Regions from separate parts of the Danio rerio genome. Here region 2 is linked to region 1. The links are chromatin contacts, called in public Micro-C maps. All regions are on one chromosome and are shown on one strand. Each heading gives the region's core, a stretch centred on a gene start, on an enhancer-like site or on the middle of the called end of the contact. The rest is flanking DNA. Distances are from core to core; before and after follow the strand shown.

What was found. A called contact is a pair of places that touch in the nucleus more often than the background predicts.
Region 2: a Micro-C map of caudal fin shows a contact between it and region 1, with 2.8 times the contacts expected there. The contact joins two enhancer-like sites. A contact is called at or near these places in 2 of 18 Hi-C or Micro-C datasets (caudal fin and hematopoietic stem cells) and 1 of 4 datasets of contacts at active chromatin or transcription factors (gastrula embryo).

Annotation. Positions count from the first base shown.
Region 1 is chr12:36,481,121-36,485,175 of GRCz12tu, forward strand. bahcc1b (BAH domain and coiled-coil containing 1b) reads right to left here. Exons shown (of 29, transcript XM_073918670.1): 19 at 3,902-4,055; 20 at 3,734-3,811; 21 at 784-934; 22 at 546-663. Among named protein-coding and RNA genes, the nearest start is that of fscn2b, 120 kb to the left of the region's middle. Within about 2 kb of position 1,326, at least 9 of the 62 cell types and tissues checked have an H3K27ac peak or open chromatin away from gene starts, as enhancers often do. A contact at or near this core is called in caudal fin, where this site is marked.
Region 2 is chr12:36,655,372-36,659,379 of GRCz12tu, forward strand. The region is part of intron 1 of bahcc1b (BAH domain and coiled-coil containing 1b); the gene reads right to left. Among named protein-coding and RNA genes, the nearest start is that of bahcc1b, 9.7 kb to the right of the region's middle. Within about 2 kb of position 1,745, at least 20 of the 62 cell types and tissues checked have an H3K27ac peak or open chromatin away from gene starts, as enhancers often do. A contact at or near this core is called in caudal fin, where this site is marked.

The DNA.
Region 1 (4,055 bases), core at 76-2,575:
TGTTCCATCTATCTATTATTTAATCTATTTGTCCATTGTTACAACCATATATTCATTCCATTCATTTTTCCATTCATCCATCCATCCATCCATCCATCCATCCATCTACTTCTCCATCCATCATTTAATTGTTCTATCTATTATGTCATTCTTTCTATTCATCTTTCTATCCCTCCACCTACACACCCACCCACCCATCCATCCATCCATCCACCAATCTACTTATCCATCCATCCATCCATCCATCCATCCATCCATCCACTTATCCATCCATCCATCCATCCATCCATCCATCCATCCATCCATCCATCCATCCATCCATCCATCCATACGTCATTTCATTGTTCTATCTATCTATTATGTCATTCATTCTATTAACCTTTCTATCCATCCACCTACCCACCCACCCATCCATCCATCCATCCACTTATCCATCCATCCATCCACTTATCCATCCATCCATTCATCCATCCATCCATCCATCCACCAATTCATCCAGCTACTTATACATCCATCCATCCATAATGCAGGTCTGGTTCTCTTACATATCAGGCAGGTCCAATGTATGTACATAAGCAGCATACAGTAACTCGTCCTCTTTCGAGATCAATACTTTCAGCCCATCCCTCAGGATTTCTTTGGTGAGAATGCAGTTGGGCAGGGCTGGTTGAGACAAAGACAGATTAAAGGTAGAGGTCATTCTCTTTTGACCACAAGCACATTCTGTGTTGATATGAACACAGTTACATTTAAATCATGCCTGTCTGTTTGCATATTTTGTACCTGGCAATGCACTGCCCATCAGCTCTGGTTCCTCCTCTTCCTCCTCCTCCTCTTCCTCTCCCTCTGAGAAGCTGCTGTCATCGTCAATCTGGAAACCTTCATCGGCAGCAAAGCTCTCCAGCAAACGACTGACTGCTCGTCCCTTTGCCTGCTAACAATCACGAAACAGCATGTGAGTCTCATTCTTTCACACACACACACACACACACACACACCCACACACGCACGCAGACAAACACACACACATACACACATACACACCTGTAATGGCCCCAGAGAGAGTGATTAGGGCTCCAACATTCATTCAACCTCTCATACAAATATATCATAACCTCTCACACCCAACGGGTCCATTCTTGTGCACAGCCCTCAGTACTTAACATTGCTCAAAAAAAGCTGTCACATATTAATGTGATGGAGGTTTCGTCACTTGGGGTGATGCTGTTCGGTTTTCATTTTACAAGTGTGTCTCTAGGGTGAGGCACAGGTGAAGAATGATGCGTGTCTTTGTTCTCTATCGCACTCTTTGAGCGGAGTGGGAATTCTTCCCGCCCTCTGATTAGGCAGGCAAAGTCCCCTCGCATGCCTCGCTGATGACCTCACAAAGGGCCGACGGTGACAGCCTTGACGCCTATGGTGTAAATCCTTTCAAAACTATTGACTGTTTTATTTAGACAATGCATGATTCAGCCTGTGAATTAGCAGGCGGATCCCATCTTATCTTTATTGTGAGTAGATTTACGAGAGCCCCTGACAGGACGAACCACACGAGATTGCATAATCCTTCTCAAAGGGATGGCTTTTTATGGGTGCCAAGAGGGCAAGGCAGACAGATCTAGGCCGCTGGGGGTAATTCGCTATGTGGCGCTGCAGTCTAGCTAGATCACACCAGTGTCCAGCACAACTCAAATAAATGAGCTCAGATGTACCAGCATAGATTGGCTGTGGCCAAAAGCTGACTTGTTGCCTCACTGCACTATCAGGCAACGGCTTCGCAAGCAGCTGTTGCGCATGAATGTGCCTCATGAAACTGATTTCAGACAGACTTCTGAAGCAGCATAATGGTTTAATGATCCTCAATAAAATACAGGGAGCTTTGGTAAACCAAAACCAAGCAAATATGCAATTACTGCAAAAGTAATTTCTCAGTAAAAATTACATGAAAAGTGGAAAAACTTGGCCCAAATCTACATTTACAAATACAATGACCACCAAACCACAACTTTCAGATGCCAAATAAAATGTTTATCTCAACTGTCAATGAATCAAATACAGGACAGTGGGTTATCTTGCACAGAAAACAGTGCTGCCATTAAAAGATGATCAGATTGAAGTAGCATTTACAGAAGACAGGATGTGACATGGTAATTGGATTGCACTCCTATATCCTTAAACACAGCCTTTCTACTTTAGATGACTGCTAGGTTCCTTATGGCCCTTTTCCACTGAGTGGTACAGTACGGTACGGTTCGGTTCGCTTTTATGAAACAATGAAAGGGTATCAAAAGGTGGAGCCAGATGCGCAGCTGAACACTATGGATTTACAGACAAACGTCAAAAGACAGGAGAATGAAAACAAAGGAAGCGCCCATTTTAAATACACAGCCGAGACAATACATCATAATGATTATATACATATAATAACAAGCCATGGTTGACCCGAGCTCAAACACACCTTGTCATTGTCTTAATGTACAGCCACAAAGCCAAGTAGATAAACCTGTTGTCCTGTTGTTGTTGTTTTCCATGGGCGTCTAAAGCGCGAGCGGTTTCACTTTCTCCAGAGAGCTTTGCGATCGTTCGCCGTTGTCTATATTTGAAATAACAAACTTCTTGAGCTGATGATAATAACATGCGCGTGATTATTGGAGTGCTTCTGACATCTGATCCTTTCAGAAACAGACAAAAGCGAGGGAGATGCACGGAAAAAAAAACAAAAGAGAAGCCAAAAAAAAAAAAACCAAATGGGGCAAATGATTCTTTGAGCAACCTAAAACATGAACAAACTGCCATGTTTAACTATTATAATCACCTTTTGGACTATTTTGAACTCGAGAATGACAGAGTTCTAATAGAGGTTACATGTGCTGCTGAAGATTAAAGATACAGATGAGAGGTTTGCACTGACTGTACGCTACATGTTGAGTGTTGTTTTTGAACTCAAATAAGGACTAAATGTATGATTCGGAAACTGTAACGGTCTGTATGTGTTCATATACGTTGCATTTATTTATATACTGTCGCAGATGTCACAGTAGGCTTTTTCTATTTCGCACTGATTTTTGATCTGCAGTTATAATCAAATCATATTCATAGAAAAGCTAATAATGAACATTTCTACACAAGTATTAAGGTGTATAAAGCATCTGTTTTGTGAGAAGTGCTTCTCATATGATATGTGAATGACCCGTACAGCTTTACTGTAGACATTTTCTCGAGCAACAATGACGTAGACTAAAACTTTCTGTTGTATACCATGCCCACCATTGGTACCCTTTTGACAGTGGAAACGAAATCCTGATAAAGGTGACCCGTACCATACCGTACTATACCACTCAGTGGAAAAGGCTCATTAAAGGGAGAGTTTATCTAAAACTGAATATTCTGTCATCATTTACTCTCCCTTTACTTGTCCCAAACCAAACCCAAGATTCTCTTCTGTTGAACACAAAGGAAGACATTTTATGTCGGAAAATGTTTAAATGTTGGAAACCTGTACCCATTGACTTCAATGGTATTTGTTTTCCCAACCAGGAAAGTCAATAGTTAATGTTTGTTAATAGTAAATGTTTGTTTTTAAAATATCTGGAAAGAAACTTCTTGGAACTACTTCAGAGAGATGAAATAGTGAGTATTTTTCATTTTTGGTTGAATTATCCTATTAACTTGCCTAACCTAATCATCAAGACTTTGAATAGATGTTAACTGGTAAAAGAAACTCTTTCCATACCTGTTTGTTTCTGATTCGCCTACTCCAAGATATGTCATCATACTGCGACGACAGCGCTTGCAACCAACAGCTCTTCCTCTGAAACAACCATCGATGACGTGTTAGCACTTAACGAATAGCACTTGTAGCTTCGTTTCTATAGAATTTACTAACAAAGTATAGATTTACCTTGCCGAGAAGCACTGCGCTCTTCCTGGTGGTCCTTTCTCGTGGAGTAGGTGAGGTTTTGAGAACCCTAGTGTGGTCAAAGGTGTTCTCCCTTGAGCCCTCTCTCCACTTCGGGCCAGTCAATCTCCTGTCCTCATCTAGTTCTGAGTGGTTA
Region 2 (4,008 bases), core at 495-2,994, 170 kb after region 1:
AGTGGAAATACGGGAGACTCCCGTTACAGGAGTGTTGGCAGGTATGATAGTCAAACTTTACAATTGTGTATTCTAGTCCCATTTTATTCTAATGAGAAACTAATACTATACTTTTGAAGTATAAGGTTGCAGGAGTCAAGTTGCACTCTCATAGCGGGGAATTGAAAACAAAACCTTTATTGCAGCGCATTTAAAAACAGAACACTGACGACCCATGTTTCCAAACAATTCTTCTTCTTCCACTTGTTTGAATTACGGTTGGCAACACAATGTGGCGTCTCTCTGCCGTCTGAACACTGTAACAGGTAAAAACAGTCTTCGAAGCTATCATGCATATCAATGAAGTTGCACCTCATTCACAATAGAGTGTGCTGATTGGTTCGAATCAAGTCTCTCTCATGAACTAATGCTGAGAGCTTAAAGACGTCACATTGTACCCGCCAGTACAGACATCCAGTCTCCACGCTGGAATTTACACAAGGATCTCATGGCCGTGATGTAGCTTCAAAATTTATTTTCAAACCAAAAGGATGAATTTGCTCAAAATAATGCAAAAACAACCAATTTTTACTTTTTCGTGCAATATATGTGTCCTTATAGTGTTTTAGCAACATGGAACACATATTTGACTGTCAACATCTCAAAAAATGTGTTTTGGTGTTTCGTGACCCTTTAATGATATAAAATAACATGGTCAGTTATAGACACAATTATGAGAAATTAAGCCACAACTATGAGATTTAGCTGATTGCTATTAAGATAACATTGCATTTCTGAGAACTGAACTTGCAATTTGGACATACCAAGTCATAAATGTAAGCTAGAAAGTAGAAATTATGAGCAACTGTTACAGAAACATGACTGTACTTTTTCACAATAATAAAAATTTCATTACTCTTATGTGGAAATAGGCTTGCAATAGCAAACTGTTTACAAGCCTGTCCTGAAAAGACAAATTAGATATTGAGATATTTGCAGCCCTTAAGCATGGTGTATGTCAGCGTGCAGAATACACTTGGGGTGACAGACTTGGAAAAAGTATGTGCAGTCTGATTTCCAACAAGCTTCCAAGGACTTTTCAAATCTGTGGCTTGTAAAAGGTTGCTTGTTCATACAGTTAGTCAAAACCAGCATGAATGAAACTTGTCAGCAAACACACATTTTTCCCACAGACACTATTTTTAGTTGCGAAAACACTTTAGCCTCACACATGTGATATCCGTCTGCCTCTGTAAACTGTAACACAATGCAGGATGTTCCTCATATGAAAACGACAGCGTGCATTATGTATAAATACCAGTGACCTTTAAACAGTAAAGGTTTAAAGTATTAAATGCAGCTGAAATCAGTCTGTATAGTCAACATAAAATGCAGCGCATGAGTTAAACCGCACTTCAAGGCCTTAGCAACACCAAGCCGATGGAAGTCTGTCATGTTTTTTTCGTCCTCTTTGTAATCACTTCACTGTTTTATCTCTCCATAAAACAGTTTTCATCACTTGCTTCTGTTGCCAGATCAAAGATTTCTTTTTTGTCAAGCATTTAGGCCGGTATCTCAGTCTTGTTTCTGTTGAAATCTGTTCCGTCCAGGTTGGGTGGCTTGAAATATTTTGACACTGGCTTCTTTAATTTGAATCGGCTTGTTTATGTTCTCGCCTCTGCAGAGGGAATCATACAAGAGGAGTCTCTTTGTCCGAATTGCATGTGTTTCTTATCAAGTCAGCCAGGCACAGGCATATTTCCAAACGCTACACAAGGATCATGTGTGGCCAATGAAAAACAGCGCCCCCTACCCGCAACCAAAACTTGTTCACTTGCACTTCATTAGTCTCGAAGCCTTAATTGTTCTCCTTTACCTTTTAAAGATTATTTTCCTTCTGAATCCATCATTAATTATTCACTGCACGCCCTCTATCAACTCGCTAGAGTTTTTCCCCCTTCTCTTTCAGTGCCTCCCTTCCTCTTGTCAGTGTGATTTGCTGTGTTTCTGTCAGTAGCTGACTCAAGGCAGGTGGAGGGCTTTCCATGTGCTTTCCATTTGCCCTGGACTGAAACGGCCGCAATTAAAACCAAATGTGCAACCTGTGGCTCGCGCATGCAGCGCTGCTCTGACACACAGACATACCCTCGCTTGCAAATAATAGGGCGAACAATAACAATTCAGATTTATTGCCTTGATACAAAACAATTGGCTGAACTCTGGAAGTCGGCGTTGTACACGAGACTCTGAGCAGGAGGGCGTAAAGTTGTTTCGGTCGGGTGCTAGACGTGCGGAGGCAGGGGTGAGCGAGAGGCCAAGCCGGGGTCACTGGTAAGATTCAGTTAAAAAAGGAGAAAATTATGCGGGCATCTGAAGTTTCTCCACTGCAGCCAGAATGTCTGCTGACCACACTGTGTAGCTTGAGGACATGGAGACTATGATTAGAGCCCTGGAAGGCAGGGCTGGGGTGACTCTGGTAAGGTCGTATATAAGTACACCCACATGTTGTTGAAGTGCAGGTCCTTATACCTTGTGGGCATACGCGCTCCACCTCTGACACCTCGAGGCCTCTCCTCCCTCTGTAGCATGACCTCAGCGAGCTGATAATCATAGTTATTGACAGAACAGGCTCCAACTACGCTAAACAGTCCCCGTGGACACGCCGAGGTCTGATTTTCCTTTTGTCCAGATATAGGCTATGGTAGTAGTTTCTTACAGCAATGCTTTAGGGTGCGGATGGTTAAATCAATTTTGGGATGTTAAGAGCACAAAACATGTTCCCTGCATAATCTTTATTTTTATAAAAACCTATTTGACCGTTGAGCATCTTACATTTATCAGTTATGGCCAAAACAACACTATCGCTATTGCTCATGCTAAGCATTTAACCTCATGTATTTAACTTCTGCATAACAACTTTCTGTATGTTTCAAATTGTGAAGCTTCTCAATGTGTTCAAAAAATAGAGTTATAGATAGAGTTGTCATGCAGTTTTGGACTTTTCATATCTAAAATGATTACTCTTGTTTTACATCTCACATTACACATCATTTATCTGGTGCTAATCTACTAATCTACAGTGACATATACACTACCTGGCAAAGGTCTTGTCGCCTATCCAAGTTTTAGGAACAACAAATAGTAACTTGATTTTTATCAGATTATTTAGTGTTAGAAGTGACTTATGTGAAAGGCAAAGGCCTCTGGATTATTACCAAAATAAAATATGATCATGCCTTGATCTTGATGATTTTTAATTATTAGTACAGTAAGGTCTGACTTTGCTTAAACAAATGTCTTATCACTTAACAGAAAAAAATATACAGTATAGAATATAAAGTCATGATGCAGTGGGAAAAGAATTACTTCATCTTACCCCAGACATGCTCAAAAATGTTCAAGTCTGGTGACAGGGCTGGCCAATCCTGGAGCACTTTGACCTTCTTTGTTTTTTGGAACTTTGATGAGGCTGAATTATGAGGAGCAGCGCTATCCTGCTGGAGAATTTTCGCTCTCCTGTGGTTTGTAATGTAATGGGCAGCTAAAATGTCTTGACACATCAGGCTATTGATGTTGTCATCCACTCTGCGGATCTCTCACACTCCCCATACTAGATGTAACCCCAAACCATGATATTTCCTTCACTAAACTTGACTGATTTCTCTGAGAATTATGGGTCCATGCGGGTTCCAATAGGTCTTCTGCAGTATTTGTGAAGATTGGGATGCAGTTCAACAGATCACTGAAAACCAATTGATTCATTGAAAAAACCTTTTGCTACTTTTCAAAATGATCAACTAGAAGTCAAATTATTATTTGTTGCTCTTACAACTAGGATCGACGACAACACTTTTGTCAGGTAGTGTACATTCCTTAAACTTGGATTAAACTTGACCTGTTCCCAAATTCACTAGCATTGTGCATTCTTACATGCGCATCTTATCAAACTGCTTATCAAATACTCAGACTATAAAAGGTAAGAATGAAAATTCAACAGAAATCAGTCCAAGGTACTCGAAAAATATGGAA